2 separate regions of the Sus scrofa genome follow, and region 1 is linked to region 2. A link is a contact called in public Hi-C data. All regions are on one chromosome and are shown on one strand. The core of a region is the stretch at or near the end of the contact, and the rest is flanking DNA. Distances in the headings are between cores, read along the strand shown. Region 1 overlaps HMGA2 (high mobility group protein HMGI-C). Region 2 has its middle 78 kb from the start of HMGA2.

Evidence for each region. A called contact is a pair of places that touch in the nucleus more often than the background predicts.
Region 1: a contact with region 2 is called in a Hi-C map of heart right ventricle, with 2.4 times the contacts expected there. The contact joins two enhancer-like sites. A contact is called at or near these places in 2 of 47 Hi-C or Micro-C datasets (embryonic fibroblasts and heart right ventricle).

What each region holds. Positions count from the first base shown.
Region 1 is chr5:30,324,680-30,327,938 of Sscrofa11.1, forward strand. The region is part of intron 4 of HMGA2 (high mobility group protein HMGI-C); the gene reads left to right. Among named protein-coding and RNA genes, the nearest start is that of HMGA2, 140 kb to the left of the region's middle. Within about 2 kb of position 1,857, at least 2 of the 83 cell types and tissues checked have an H3K27ac peak or open chromatin away from gene starts, as enhancers often do.
Region 2 is chr5:30,109,257-30,112,609 of Sscrofa11.1, forward strand. No RefSeq gene overlaps it. Among named protein-coding and RNA genes, the nearest start is that of HMGA2, 78 kb to the right of the region's middle. Within about 2 kb of position 1,590, at least 73 of the 83 cell types and tissues checked have an H3K27ac peak or open chromatin away from gene starts, as enhancers often do.

The sequences.
Region 1 (3,259 bases), core at 607-3,106, 220 kb after region 2:
AAGGCAAAAACACAAAAAGGAAAATAAAATAAAATAAATAAAATAAAAATAAAATGAGGAGTTCCTGTCATAGCTCAGTGACAACGAACCTAACTAGTATCCACGAGAACTTAAGTTCAATCCCTGGCCTTGCTCAGCAGGTTAAGGATCCTGCGTTGCCATGAGCTGTGGTGTAGGTTGCAAACGTGGCTCAGATCCCGCGTTGCTGTGGCTGTGGCGTAGGCTAGCTGTAGCTCCAGTTCGACCCCTAGCCTGGGAACTTCCATATGCCACGGGTGCAGCCTTAAAAAAAGCAAGTTCAATAAAATGAGCTGCAGGATTCTTTGCAACCAAGGGGGGAAAAAATAAGCATGTATTAGAGCCAACATGGACTGTTGTGACTTTGCATCCCTTTACTCCATACAAAGAGGGCCATTATGGTGACAGCGCTCCTCAAGTTCGCAGAGAGAGTATTTTCACTTCTAGGTTCCATTTAGAATTCGCTGGCCTCCCTTCCATTGCAGACCTGCTGTTTAGTCTGCATCTGAAAATTAAACCCAGAGCTTCAGCTTTTGCATTAAATACTGAACTTTCCTCCAGCACACAGCCTCAATCGTGCCTGTGTGGTAAGATTATAATTAAACTCCTAAGACATTAAAAATTTCCATCTAGCATTAGGGGATCCGGGTGGATACTGGCATGTCGTCTTCCTCCTTTTGAATCAGCTAGCAGAAGTGTACCCAATGGTACAGCCACATGCATTGTGCTGCACCAAATTAAAAGAATGGGGATGTGTGCAAACCACATTTCTAGGTTTTAGTAGGGCTTTTCCCCAAGTGTAATGAAAGCAATGAAAGAGTTATACTTATTACATTCTGGGGGTAGGGTGGGGGCAAAAGAAAAACTAAGGGAAAATGAGTGCAATTTTCCAATAGTCATAATAAAAATAGAGTTCTCCAACTCTGCCCACTTTCTTTTCCCTCGCTTCAGTTTTCTGCCAAAAAAATGGCGTGTTTTGCCCCAGTGTGGCGCGGCCTCCGTTGTCTTTGTAAGGCAACTGAGTGAATGGCTGGGGGCTGTTCAGTGTTTAGAGGCTTTAGTGGCTGGTGCTCATAAAAATGTCACTGCACTTTCACTTTGAAAAGTCCTTTTATCCTACATTCCTGAAGCCCATCCCCAACCATACGCCTCCTTGAGCAGACTGCCACTGCTTGGCCTGCCCACCTCGTCAACCAGCCCCTAATGAGATGTGTAGAATGCTTGGCTGCAGTTTTCAACCCCCTTATTTCCTCAAAGCCGCTCTTGGGGAGCTACCCAAGCTCAAAGATCCTTTGGCCATATGTTGCAAACATGAAGCAATTTAAATAAATATCCCAAGTTGCAAGCTATTGACTACAGTAAATGCCAGTGTCCTCTAAGTTGCTAAAGAGGATTGACTTTCAGGAGTCCCTACCAACTACTTTGCTGTGGAAATAAGCTTCCTGGGGGACATCAGAACCAGCTGCTCATTTCCTCCATCACCAGTTCCTGTCCACTCTTTGCACCACAGAAGGGCTCTGTGTGAAGTCTGGTCAACCGTGACACTTAGGGCAGCTGAACGTGGATTTTCCAATTCCATCTTCGTGCATCCATGACCCAATTGGCTCCTGGGAGGGAAAGCCAAATTCTTCTCTCCCAGCCTTCTCTTGCCATCTCTTGTTAAATTACCTACCCCAATCCAGTAAATGAATGGTGGAACACAAGAATATGAAGAGAATTTTTCTTCTCTTAGTTACACGCGCTCTTTTGTCGCGGCAGCCACACGGGTAGCAAAAGGCCAAGTCACCGGAAGGGTGAGAAGTGGGGTTGGCAGAGGTGAGAGGTGTCACGGGCCCGTCAGTATCACCCAGTTAGCAGCAGTGCCGTCCTCTGGAGGGTGGCCAGTGAGGGCTATGCCAAGAAGAGAGAGCTCTCCATGAACCAGACATTTGAGGAAACGATCATTCTGAGCACGTGAGAGCCACATGGCCTCCAAAAGTTGGACAGAGTGAGGCTTCCACCCTCTGACATCCTAATCTTGTACCCCTTACTAACTGACAGTTACTAAGGAGAAGCATTGCAAGGTCAGGGGAAAGACACCTCCGTGTTGTGTTAAGAACCATGAAGTAAAGGAAACAGGATGAAGATGGGGACACCGTGATTTTTAGCTGAGTTGTGTCTAAGGGAATTGAAGAAGCCACTTACATATCAGGAGCTCCAAGAGCTCCAGTCAAGCAAAGTTGCTGGGAAAGTTTTAAAAAGTTAGTCACACACACACACACACACACACACACACACGAGTTCAGTGGGTTAAGAATCCAACTATGGTAGCTCCAGTCACTGCAGCAGCATGGGTTTGATCTCCTGCCCTGCGCAGTGGGTTAAATTGTTGCAGCTGTGGTGTGGGTCACAACTGCAGTTCAGATTCAATCCCTGGCCCAGGAATTTCCATATGCCTTGGGTGGGGCCATAAAAAAATAAAGATAAAAAGCTGATCACATTCCATCTACTACAAGGTCTTTATAAGTTCATGGCCCGATAATGTGCTCTCCTTCTGGATTTGGAAGCACCTTGGTTTCCAGGTAGTCTAGAAAAATCAAGCAGAAATGGAATAATGACAGCTCAGTCGGGGGTGGGGGTGGGGGGTGTTCCAACTTGACTGCATTCTATAAATTGGTTAACCAAGAGAAGAAAGAAGCAAATGTATCTGCCAGCATTTGCACTGTGGTCTGTTTTGGGATAGTCACCTAAGTCCACACCTCGTGTCACCATGAGAAGGGAGTCATTTGGGGATGGATGAAGAGCGTATCTGCCAAACGGTATAGTGACTTTCTGAAATTTAAACATTAAGGGAAAAGGCCAGGTCACAGGGCAGCTGAACCTTGGCTTGTCTCTCTCTCTCATCCTCGGTGGCTTTGATCCTGCCACCTTCTCCTTTGTGGTCAGTCTTCCATAGAGAATCTCAGGGTCATGGCCTGTTGCCGATCAAGAGGTATAAACCTATGAAGCCCGCAGCTCGGGGGTTGGGAGCAGAGGGGAGGTAGCTTCAAACGTTCCACATTTCCCACATAACCCAAAGCAGACTAAACAAAACCGGTGTGAAATCTCATGACTTGATGCTGCGGCGGATATATTTTTTAAGCTGTAATCCATTCATTTGTATGTGTGTTTATTCCCAGGATTTACAGCTGCCTCAGTCTTAGGGGGGAAAAGAGTTTGAAACCTGTTGCAGAGGGTTTGCAGTAAGCAGTGGCCTGTGATT
Region 2 (3,353 bases), core at 340-2,839:
TTTCTGCTCTGCATTGGTATATTTTCATTTCTAGTCACATGCCCATACAAGCTAAAGGGATTTTTGTTATTAGTCTTAATTGTTGAGTAAAAGAAAGTAACAATTCTCTTCTCTCTCATGTCTCTAAATTTGCCAAATGTAAAAAGAAAATCTAAAACAAACAAACAAACCAGGAAGGTTTCTGACCAGTTAAAGAAATAAGCATGCAGTTTAACTTCAAACATTCAAGAATTATCATTCATAAGCACTAACATGCTTTAAAAAAAAAAAAAAAAAAAGCCTCTCCCCTGTTTGCTATAGTACCATGCATTTGACAACTTTGTTAAGGTATGCTTGCTGCTGAAAATCAACTATTTTTCATTAAATAAAGATGTTCTGTAACAAACACCAAGATAACAACTGCTTTCGGGAGCAGAGAAAGGAAATCAGCTTTAAGTTTCCTGTAAAATAGAATGGTGAAAGGTACATACAGCTCCCCATCAAAAGGAGCAAAGCAAGTTCTGTTGTGTAGTCAGTCAGTGTTCCCATTTCTTAGAATTTAGAGCTAGATAGATGAGAGGGAAAAGGAAATTTGAACCATCTTTAGTTCAAATCTGGAATTAAAAAAAAAAAAAAAAAAAAAGACCTAAAAAGAGGTATCTGTCTGCCACCACAAACCTTGGAGCCAGGGGCGCCTTGTTGGACTCTTACTATAAAATAACAAACCTAACACCCTTATTTGCAACTCCCTAAGGACAAAGATTTGAGCTCTGAATCAGCCATAGAAAGTAGAGGTCTCTAGGAATGCCTATTAAGCTTGAAGAATACAGATGATATTTTTTAAAGTGTCTTCTATTACGTATTTTGTTATCTCCCTCCCACCCATGTTCCACCTTCTAGGTTTCATTGCTCAAAATGTTTCTGTGCAGTATCTCCCCATTTTAAATCTTTGGAATTCCAAACTACCTTGTAACCCTCTACCTTGAACGTGGAGGCTATTCAAACATAAGCCTGGGGGAGAAGTGGGACTTGAACTGAGTGTTATTTAAGACCTCTTCATATGCTCTCACTGTGTGAATTTTGGCGGGTGGGTGGGGTGTCCCTTTCAACATCACACACAGGAACACACCCTCCCAGTTGTAACTCTCACTCCTAGGTCAACGCATATTTTAAATAGGTCCCTTTGAACAGATGTGACCTGTGGATTTATCTGATGACCCCATCGGAAATAATCTGGGGTCGCGGGAGAAGCCCGCCTTCCTCTCCAGGAGAGCCTTTATTGTGTACGCTCTAGTTAATGAGCCTCCCTCCAAGCCTCAAACTGTGCGCGTTATTATGCTTGTCGGCAAGGCTGAAGGAAGAGGTAAGTAGTCAACCACCCGGACCCGCAGGGTCATCAGCCATAGCTTCTCCTGGCTAGAAGACACACCAACAGGAATCCACCAGAGCTCCTCGAGTTCCCAGCCCGGCTACGGAGGGGGGAAAAGTAATCGATTTTGTCTGGGGCTGCTGCGCGCCTTACACTTCCTGCGGTGATTTGCAGCGGGGCTGGAGGTAGAGAGCTTCCGATTGGCTCGCGGGCCGACGCCGCACAGTCTGGGAGGGCGGAGCCGGGTGAAGGGGCGGGGCCTGGGCGGGGCCGGGCGCTGGCTCCGGAACTTAACTCCTGAGAGACTAGGGGGCCACAGAGACGGCCGCAGCGCTCCCTCCCCTGGTCCTTCCGCTCGCGGAGTTTTTTCTTTTACGAATGAGCGGATGCCAGTGACAAGTTAATAGCTCTCCTGATCTTAGGTTAAATGGAGTCTCATTCCTGCCCAAGTCTCCTTCCACCGACCTGCCCAGGCCGCAGGGGCAGGGGCCGGGATTGCGTCTGCCATTCGGCGGAGGGGCGGAGGGCTCGAGGCTCCCCGGTTGCCTCCCAGCCCGGCTTCGGCCCCGCCCATACTACTGGTTGCTGACCCTGGGCCTCAGGCCCGCGTCTACCTGCCCTCCGCTTTGAGGTGCATTCGCTTCCTCTCCTACCCGGCCAGCTACTCTCCCGGCGCAGCTTCCTCCTACGCAAGTGTGCACACTCACTCTGCATCCCACACTAGAATCAGCCCGAACCCTGCGTTGGCCCCTGGAGCTGGCGGATCAATCGTGGGAACCGGGCAGAGCTCCCCCGCCCAGTCCCTGTCCCCGGTGTCATCCATTTCCCCTCCCTTCGGCCGCCCAGACTTCAAAAGCGGCCTGGCTGCTGGAGGTCCTTCCGCCGGCGACGCAGATTGCTGGCGGCCCAGGAGCCGGCGGGAGCCGGGTGGGCGCGGGGGCCCAGACGGGCCTCAGCCGCAAGCGCCCAGCCGCAGGGGCCTGTTTTCCCCCGTGCGTGGGAGCTTTCTGAGAAGGTGGATGTTTAGTGCCTGACCCTGTCTCCTGAGAGAGTCTCCCTCAGAGCTTAAGCCCTATTTCCTTCCTTCTTTCCTCCCTCCAGTTCGGTCACCCCTCATTGATAGGCTCTAATCCTCGGATCGGAACTGCTTCTGCCTGGAAGATTTGGCCGCCTTTTCCTTTGCTCTCCACATTCCTGAAAAGCCGATTCGTTCTGAGCCGCATTGATGACTGGGGGAGGAGGGCTGCTTCCAACTCTGGCACCACCTGGGTGGTCGCCGTGACCAAGTGATTCCTTTTCAGCCCTTCTTTTCCTCGACTCTATAAAAGCCATTTTGCAGAGAATAAAGATGCTGAAGTAGTCTATTTTGGCATTGATCTTGCAGGGGTACAAAGACTAGTTTATATCGATCTGTATTCAATTAGACTATGAGATTTTTGAGGGTAGGGGTGCATTACTCAGTCCATGGCTCCAGATCCTAGTACAGGGCCTGACAAATAAATAGTAGCTGTGCCTTCAATCATGTTGAATTCAACAGAACCTACTTTTTCCCTGAACATTTCCAAACACTTTTTCAGATATACTTAAAATGTTATATAAAGCTTTCCAAGAAGAGAAAAGAGAGAGAACAAAAAGGAGAATGGGGGAAGGAATCCCAGAATAACTGCAGATCCTTTGAAAGAAAGAGGTTAGATTTAGATTTTCAAAGAAACTAAACCAGACAGATCCTGCACATCTAAGTGAGAACACACAAGCCCTCACATCATTATTAAACATCTCAAGTTCTTACTGTTTTCCAGGCTAACAATGTCTCCTTAATATGTAACATTCTCTAGCTTTGTATTGTCTTTTTTACTTCTCTGACCCATCTTCAAACTACCTAGGTGCTGAGCTGAGAACCTGCAAGGCTAAACTGGACACAGATTGTTCAAATCTAGAAAATGGCAACTTTCATTTTTCTTAGTGAGAGAGCTTTTATCCTATTTAAAGAAAGGACAAGGGTTTG